Regions from separate parts of the Gossypium hirsutum genome. Here all the other regions are linked to region 2. The links are chromatin contacts, called in public Hi-C maps. All regions are on one chromosome and are shown on one strand. The core of a region is the stretch at or near the end of the contact, and the rest is flanking DNA. Distances in the headings are between cores, read along the strand shown.

Region 1 (2,771 bases), core at 19-2,518, 150 kb before region 2:
ATCACGCCTGACGGGAAAGTTTTTATCTCTCGACATGTTATTTTTATGAAAGTAGGTTTCTGTATCATGAACATCCTTCATCATCTCCCGTAACAACTGAGTGTGTCACTACGTATATTCCTCTTGTGCAGTTGTTGTCCTCTCCTTCTAGTTCTCCTGATCAGAATACAGAAAATCCTGTGCTCTTACGTTATGATTCGTTTCACTTGGGTTATACTACTACTCCATCACACACACCAGTAGTTCCCTCTACTACGATCAATTCTTCTCCACAACTTGGAAACAACCCTTCTCCCGCACCAGAATTTTTCGCCACTGTAGTCGATCTTCCTCAACCTACTGGGAATACACATCATATGGTGACACAGTCCAAAGCTGGTATTTTCAAACATAAAGTTTTAGCTGTTGAAACTGCTAAAAATGAGCCTCGTACGATTGATGAAGCTTTTGCTCATGAGGAATGGAAAGTAGCGGCTCAAGCTGAATATGATGCATTAATTCGTAATCGCACTTGGGAGTTAGTTCTTTTGCCACTAGGGAGAAAGTCGATCGGGTGTAAATGGTTGTTTAAGTTTCAACGAAATCCCGACGGCATTATTGCTCGACGGAAGGGGAGATTAGTTGCCAAAAGTTGTTCTCAGGTACCAGGTTGTGATTTTCAAGAAACCTTTAGTCTTGCTGTTAAACCAGCCACCATCAAGACCATTCTATCAATTGTTGTGTCCCAGCAGTGGCAGCTACAGCAAGTAGATGTAAATAATGTTTTTCTCAATGGTGAGCTTACCGAAGAAGTCTTCATTTATCAACCTCCTAGATATGTTCAACATAATGCCGATGGGTAACCTTTGGTTTGTTGGTTAACAAAGGCGTTGTATGGATGACGACAGGCTCCAAGAGGGTGGTTTGATAAGTTGAAATCCTATCTTTTTTCCATAGGTTTTGTCAAGTCCAAATCTGATGCTTCCCTGTTTATACGTATTATTGATGTGGCTCATATGTATACGTTTGTATATGTTGATGATATTATCGTTACCGAGAGTTCAGCTCCTAATATTGACGTGTTTGTTGAACAACTTCATTCTATGTTTTCACTCAAAGACATGTAGGATCTTCATTATTTCCTAGGTGTTGAAGTCACTCGCCTGACTAATGGAACTCTTCATCTATGTCAACCTAAGTATGTTCTTGACTTGCTTGATCGTTGTCATCTCATTCATGTTAAGGCTATTCATACACCTATGGTTAGCTATTCTTTTCTGTCCAAAACCATGGGTACTCTAATTGAAGACCCTAGCGAATATCGTAGTCTTGTCGGTGCTTTACAATATGTCATGCTAACCCGGCCTGATATTACTTATGCTGTGAACCATATCTGTCAGTTCATGCATGCTCCCACATATGTTCATTTTGTGACATTCAAACGAATTTTACACTATTTGAGTGGTATGGTTGATAATGGTCTGCTTGTCAAACCATCTAAGAGGCTATCTTTGGTTGGCTATGTTGATGTGAATTAGGGGTTAGATTTTGATGATCGATGGTCTACTACAGGATACTATATCTATTTTGGTGATAACCCTATCTCGTGGTGTTCTAAAAAGCAACAGGTTGTGTCTTGTTCCACCGCTGAGGTTGAGTATCACGGGTTGGCGGCTGCAACTATGGATGTTACATGGCTAATGCCTTTATTAAGTGAACTTCAGTATCTTTCTGTTGATACACCAACAATATGGTGTGATAATTCGAGTGTTGTTGCAGTGGCAATCCGGTTTTACATTTAAAGTTTAAACATGTCGAACTTGATCTATTTTTTTTCTGTGAGAAAGTTGTTGCTGGGTTTCTTATCGTCGAAGAAGTTTATGCCTGTGATCAAGTTGCTGACGTTCTTACTAAACTGTTGTCTGCATCTCAATTTTGTAAACTTCGACAGCTCTTACGAGTTTCGAAGGTTGGGTAGATAGGTGAATATTAGAGTTTATGAATTAGTTAAGTAGTTATAGTATAAGTACTCTAGCAATTCTATTAATAACAACTTTACAGTTGAGCTGTTATATAACAGTTAAGAAATCAAATGTATAAATGTAAGTTCATCCACAGATATGAAAAACAAGAATGAATTTGAGTTTGCTTAATATCTTCTTTTACCTTTCTTTAGTTTACAAATCTTTTCAGAGAGCAAATATCCTTTTTATGTCAAGTAAATGGTTTGATAGTTTAGATTCGTATATATCTCAACTTGCAAATAAATCCCCTCTACAAAAAATTATTCAAACCTTAAAAATAATTCACATAAAAAATTAAATTCAAACTAGATAAAAAGAAGTATTTGTAATGATAAATAGTTGAATGTATTTTTGAGTTGTGGGAGATAAAATTTTGTGAAACAAGAGAATCATCATGTCCAGCCAACTTATGGACAGAAGATACCTAGCAATAAACATTTATCATAACTCTATAATAAACTCACCACGTGGCCGATAAATTAGAGATGTAAATCAAAATTTTAGTAGTGGTGTATATGTTTGCCAGCACAAAAGGTGCAATTATCAGTATTTACTGTAGTTAATTTGCAAATTTACTGTGCTTAAGCTAACAATAATTTCAAATGGCCCCGCTTGTTTAGACTGTGTGGGGTCCAAGCCACGTGATCTCTGCTCCTTGTAGCTGGACATGGCAAAGCCCACCGAGGAGCGCGTGTGATGCAAATAATCGAGAGTGAGAACTGAGGATGACATAGCCGCACGTGACCGCCTGCCCTTCTCTGTACAAAG
Region 2 (2,700 bases), core at 35-2,534:
AAATCGAAAACTTACAACAAAGAAAGGAAAGAATATGATAGGGAAACAATATATGAGACGGCAGTAGTTAGAAACTTAATATACATCGATGATGTATTGTTTTTACTAATAAAATAGCCATAATCATACATAGTTAAATATAGCAAAAAGAAAAAGAAAAAAACAAGAATTGTTTAAGGTGTAAGAGACAAAGGCCTGCAGTAGAAATCATGTCCATCACCATGCATGCTACTTTCAGTTCTTTCATAGAAAGATCAATAAACAAAACATGAAAAATAATAGTTGATATTATTGTTTATCTTTTTTACTATTATTATTACTTATGATGAGATGTGAAAAAGCAGATCCATTTCCATAAAAGGGAAACTTTTTTTAATGTACTCAGAAAATACCCAACTAAAACATGGAGTTGCAAGGAAGCATCTCAAACACACCCAAAATTTGTTATTAAAAAAGAAAACTAGTCAATGATGCAGATAAGATTACTCTCATAGTTAGTACTATGCTGCAGAGAGACAGCATTATTAATCTTTTTAACAGCAAAAATGACAATGAGAAATATATATAGATATATAAAACAAATACAGAAAAACATTAAATTTATTTATAAAAAGTAAATTAAAATTAAGAAAAAAAGAGAGAAAAAAAAGATTTTGCATCAAATTCAAGGAATAAGAAGCATACAACCCCATCACTCACTCAGCTAAACAAGATTTAAAAAAAAAAGGAAAAAGAAAAAAAGTGTTAAATAAAAAAACAAGAAGTTATCTTGGTAAGATCCAAGTGTTTTACAAAGAAATATAATAAATTAAGAAAACCCATCAGCTGAAAATGAAAAAAAGAAATCAATAAATTAACTACACAAGACAAAGATAGAAATATTATTACATGTTTTTATTTTCTTTGAAATCATTTGCTATAGAAGACATAAATAAAAATTCAAGTACATCAATGATATAGTAATTACTTTTGCATATACACGTACCTTGTTGGAGCATTATATTCTGGGAAGCAGACACAGGTTGAATGAAGGAAAAAAGATGGGCGATTAAACCGTACTCAGGAGGAAGCAAGAAAGAAAATGAATTATTTGAGAGAGAGGGGGGGGGGAATATGTAGCTTAAATATTTTTAGTTCCATATTTGCTATATGTAGAAGGTACAGTATTGTTGGAATAAAAATTAAAATAATGATGAGATAGTAAGTAATTATTAAGAAGAGTTTAGGGGATAAAAGAAAAACCGTGGGGGATGAGATTGGATTGGATTGGATTGGATTGGATTGGTGTCTGGGTGTAATACTCAGATCCGGGGGCATGATGAGTGATTCGAGCTGGTGTTCATGAGTCGCCACGTGGCATATGGACATTGATGGAAAATCCCAATCTACCGATGAAGGGGGTCCCTCAATCCAAGATATCTTATAACATTCCTGGAAAAAATAAAATAAAAATAAGAGCTTGATGTTGATTATTATTTTTATTTAGTATTGCAGAAGGAATATTTTGAATGTCATTTTCAGCTTTTAATAAATAAAATGGATTGGTGACAATGATGAATTTAGTTTTTGATTTTTGTGAAGAATGTTACTACTACCATGTTTTTAAACCAAAACTGGAAATCTTATCAATTACGCACTTTTGATTTTCCATCTTTTTAATTACCATGATTATAGTTTTATTGTTTGTTTAAATGTGTTCTTTGTCTGCTAATTTGGGTCTTTTGTTTTGTAAATTACAACCTTAGCCTCTACTTCTTCCAAACAGGATTGCTAAAAAAGATTGAGCTATTTAATAACTAATCAGTCAACATGAGTGAAATTATAATCGATTTGATTTAAACAAAATTTTATCTTAACATCTCAACTTTGTTATTCATTATTATTTTTTAATTTCTTCTTCAAAACTCATGTTCCATACACAATTATTATTATTATTATTTACCTTCAACACAAATTTATGATGTGTGTTGAAGGACATGTTAGCTCTGGTTTTTTTTTTTAATGTTGGATGAGAATGAAAAATTAGATTAAAATGATTAATATTGTATTGATGGGTACATAGTTTTTCAACCCAATTTCATACTATTTCGATGTACTATTTTGAATTTATTATAAATACAGATTAAATTATTAATTACTATAAATGGTAAAAGAATAATTTAATATATTTTAAGCATGAATTCATGCATCAGTTAATGCATAATATTTCAAATGATGTGATCAAAATTAAACCGATACAATCAATACAAATACTTTTTTTTAAAATAATTGACTCTTAATTTAAGATAAATTATAAAAATAGTCATTTTTGTTTGTCTTAGATTACATTTTAGTCACTTACGCTATTATTTTGTTACGAAGTTGTCACTCTACCGTTAAGTTCTGTTACCTCCCTAATGGCGGTCTTATGTGGCAGTCTAATTGAGTTTTAAATACCAACTTAGATATCCTATGTGGCAGTCTAAATAAAATTTATTTAATTAAAAACTTATTTTCATATTAGCAACTAAACATTTAAAATCTATTTGGATTGCCACTTAAGACTACCGTTAGAGAGATAACGAAACTTAACGATAAAGTGACCGTTTCGTAACAAAATGATAACGTAAATAACTAAAACATAACATTTTAAACATAAATAAATAAAAATAAAAATCACCATTTTATAATTTACTATTTAATTTATTACTAAAACTAGAC
Region 3 (2,821 bases), core at 47-2,546, 140 kb after region 2:
AAGTGAGGATTGGGCTTTTGGGGCATTTATCTTCTTGGATCGAATTTAAAACAGTGGCAAAATCCTTGTTGGACGAGCCCATTTGTGTAGATGTCAAACGATGTCTTTTTTGCTCATTTTTGGTCAAGGATTTGAGCCCAACAGAATTGTTAACCAATTGGCCTGCCTTAACCAAATCTAATTTGGATGGTGTAGAAGTTACCGCATTACTCAATGAAACCTTACTTTGGTTTTTAACTTGGACAACTTCCATTTTTTTCTTCCCTTTAACAAATTCAATCTGTTTAGGAAGAGATTCCTTTTCAACAAGAGGATTGTCATAAATAACAATCCCATTTTGTTGACCACTACCAGAATTCGTGGGATTTGGAATATGATTTTCCAAGATTTTAGCTTCATCATCCCGTAAGTCATGTAATACATTGAACCTAGACGCATGTTGGTTTGTCGGTTGTCGCCCTCCCTTCACTGTTTCAAAATTTCGACTATCTCTCCGTTTTCTACGCTCAACAAGCATCCACAGTCCATATTTATCTTGAGTTTCCTGATAATCTCAATTAGGACGAAAAGGAGTTGGTACAAAGACATTCTCAAAAAAAAATTTCGATCAATTGCAAACTTCATGACATGACATGATTTTTATTATGCCCATAGAAAACAAAGGAAAAACTAACATTAGGAAGAGACTTGTATTCAATCCGTTGAACTTTATCCTCAATTTTGATATTGGAAATAAAAAGTTTATTGAGGTCTAAAAACACTGCCATCTTGGCAAACCAACCCTGAAAACTATTATCTGTATTATCATCTAGTCGAACAACTAGACCAATCCTATCACCAATGGCTTTAACCAATTTCTTCTTATACATATATCCTGGGAGACCCAGAAGGCGTATCCAAGCAACAAAATTATGTGGATATGGTTGTATTGTTGAAAAATTTTGTGTCCATGGTTGTATTGTTAGATACTATCCAAAGATCACCCACAGACCCTCAATCAGAGCTTTATTATAGTCTTCTATTGATCGAAACTTCACTAAGAAATAATCATTCTCTAAATCCATCAATCAGAATTGACCATCGCAATAACAAAAAGACTATTTAAGAGAGAGAAAAGAGCCCCAAATTTATTTTTTCAAGTATAGTACTTTTTCTCTTTTAACGGATAACCCTAACTGAACCATTTAAGTTCGAATTAGTACAATTATTAAATCTAATAATTTATTAATTTATTATAATTGTAACTATGCAGACGGTATTAATTACGTATAATCGTGATATTAACAGAATTAATGAATTGCAAAATTGTTGTTTCACCCAGCCTTTTTTTGTCAAGTGGGAACCCTCACAATTGTAACTGAGCTTTGAGTGTTGACTCATACTTCTTTGCAAGAGAGAGAGAAAAACTTTAGTCATTCTACAACTATTTGTTGCCTCAGTTTTTTTCTTTTCAAAGCAACAACCAGTCGGCAACAGTGATTGCCGGCGGAAACATATTTGCATCAAGAATCGCCACTGTTTAAATCAGCACATGAAACCCATGCCATAAATAGCACCCACCGACTCCTCCGCCCATCTATCTCCAATCAAAACTCCCCACGCAACTCATCAAATCAAAACAAAGGATTAAATTTTCAGCTATAAAATACTCCCGCAACCCCAGCCCTATACCGTCCAATTTTATGCCACATGCTTATATTCTCTCACCCTAAATTTCTTTATATAATTAAGTAAATCATTCTAGTAACTGTTGGTTTTCCTTACTTTTTCAACTGGAGTGTGTACTGCGGATAAGTTTTTTCATCTTCAGATCAAGTTCGTAGGAAGGTAACAATGCCGGAAACTCAATCTCAAGGGACCCCAACGCTCTTCTCTCCTTACAAGATGGGCAAGTTCAACCTTTCTCACAGGTCTGTGTTTCAGTTTGTCGGGTTTTTTTTTTTTTGCATCAGATTCCTTGATTTCGGAGGGGCTTAGATCCTTGTCTTGAGGGAACTTTGGTTGTCAGACACGTTCTACCGAAGATTTCCGGGGGTCTATTGAGTTTGGTTTGAATGTGATGGCAGGGTGGTGCTGGCGCCGATGACTAGATGCAGGGCGTTGAATGGAAACCCAAGGCCAGCGCTCGCTGAATATTACACGCAGAGGTCGACTCCCGGCGGCTTTCTAATCACCGAAGGGACACTGGTGTCCGACACTGCAGCTGGGTAATTTCGTAATTGAACCAAAGCCTGATACGACTATTCCACCAATTAGTTATACCACTTTCTAGTCTTTTCCATCAAACAGATAGCATTTGCCCAATGTTGTGTCGTTTTGCATATTGGAAGAGTTTTTATTTTTAAATTAAATTGAATATGAGATAATAGGGTTGGGAGATGCAATGCTTCACTTCAAATATAATCATTTTGTATATGATATAATGGTACCCTTGTTAGTCTTTTTATCCCTTCCCTGTTACAAAATGATTGTTCCAATAATATCAGATTTTCATAATATTGAGTTATCCAGATTCCTGGCATATCCTAAATTGTCTAATGGTGCAATGATTGAAGCAGGTTCCCTCATGTTCCTGGGATCTACAATGACCAACAGGTGGAGGCATGGAAGAAGATTGTGGATGCTGTTCATGCAAAAGGAAGCATCATTTTTTGCCAACTCTGGCACGTTGGCCGTGCTTCACATTCTCGTAACTTCCATCACCCTATGCATTTCCCCTTTCTTTCACCATTTATTGAAATATTTTATTTGCTTATTTTGACTAATGAAATAGTGTATCAACCTGGTGGGGCGGCACCCATATCGTCAACAAGCAAGCCTC

The links. Hi-C and Micro-C count contacts between places; a contact is called where the count stands out from the background.
Region 1: a Hi-C map of leaf shows a contact between it and region 2, with 2.6 times the contacts expected there. The contact joins the promoter of LOC107899950 here to the promoter of LOC107901073 in region 2. A contact is called at or near these places in 7 of 34 Hi-C or Micro-C datasets (anther, leaf and petal).
Region 3: a contact with region 2 is called in a Hi-C map of leaf, with 1.9 times the contacts expected there. The contact joins the promoter of LOC107901069 here to the promoter of LOC107901073 in region 2. A contact is called at or near these places in 7 of 34 Hi-C or Micro-C datasets (callus, hypocotyl, leaf and 2 more).

Annotation. Positions count from the first base shown.
Region 1 is chrD06:14,218,786-14,221,556 of Gossypium_hirsutum_v2.1, forward strand. It overlaps LOC107899950, which reads left to right and starts at 1,269. Exons shown (of 2, transcript XM_016825685.1): 1 at 1,269-1,493; 2 at 1,602-1,781. The coding sequence starts at 1,269. The coding sequence ends at 1,781.
Region 2 is chrD06:14,367,604-14,370,303 of Gossypium_hirsutum_v2.1, forward strand. It overlaps LOC107901073 (protein ELF4-LIKE 3), which reads right to left and starts at 1,285. Exons shown (of 2, transcript XM_016826920.2): 1 at 986-1,285.
Region 3 is chrD06:14,511,736-14,514,556 of Gossypium_hirsutum_v2.1, forward strand. LOC107901069 (12-oxophytodienoate reductase 3) reads left to right here and starts at 1,297. Exons shown (of 4, transcript XM_041095349.1): 1 at 1,297-1,910; 2 at 2,067-2,207; 3 at 2,559-2,689; 4 at 2,774-2,821. The coding sequence starts at 1,834.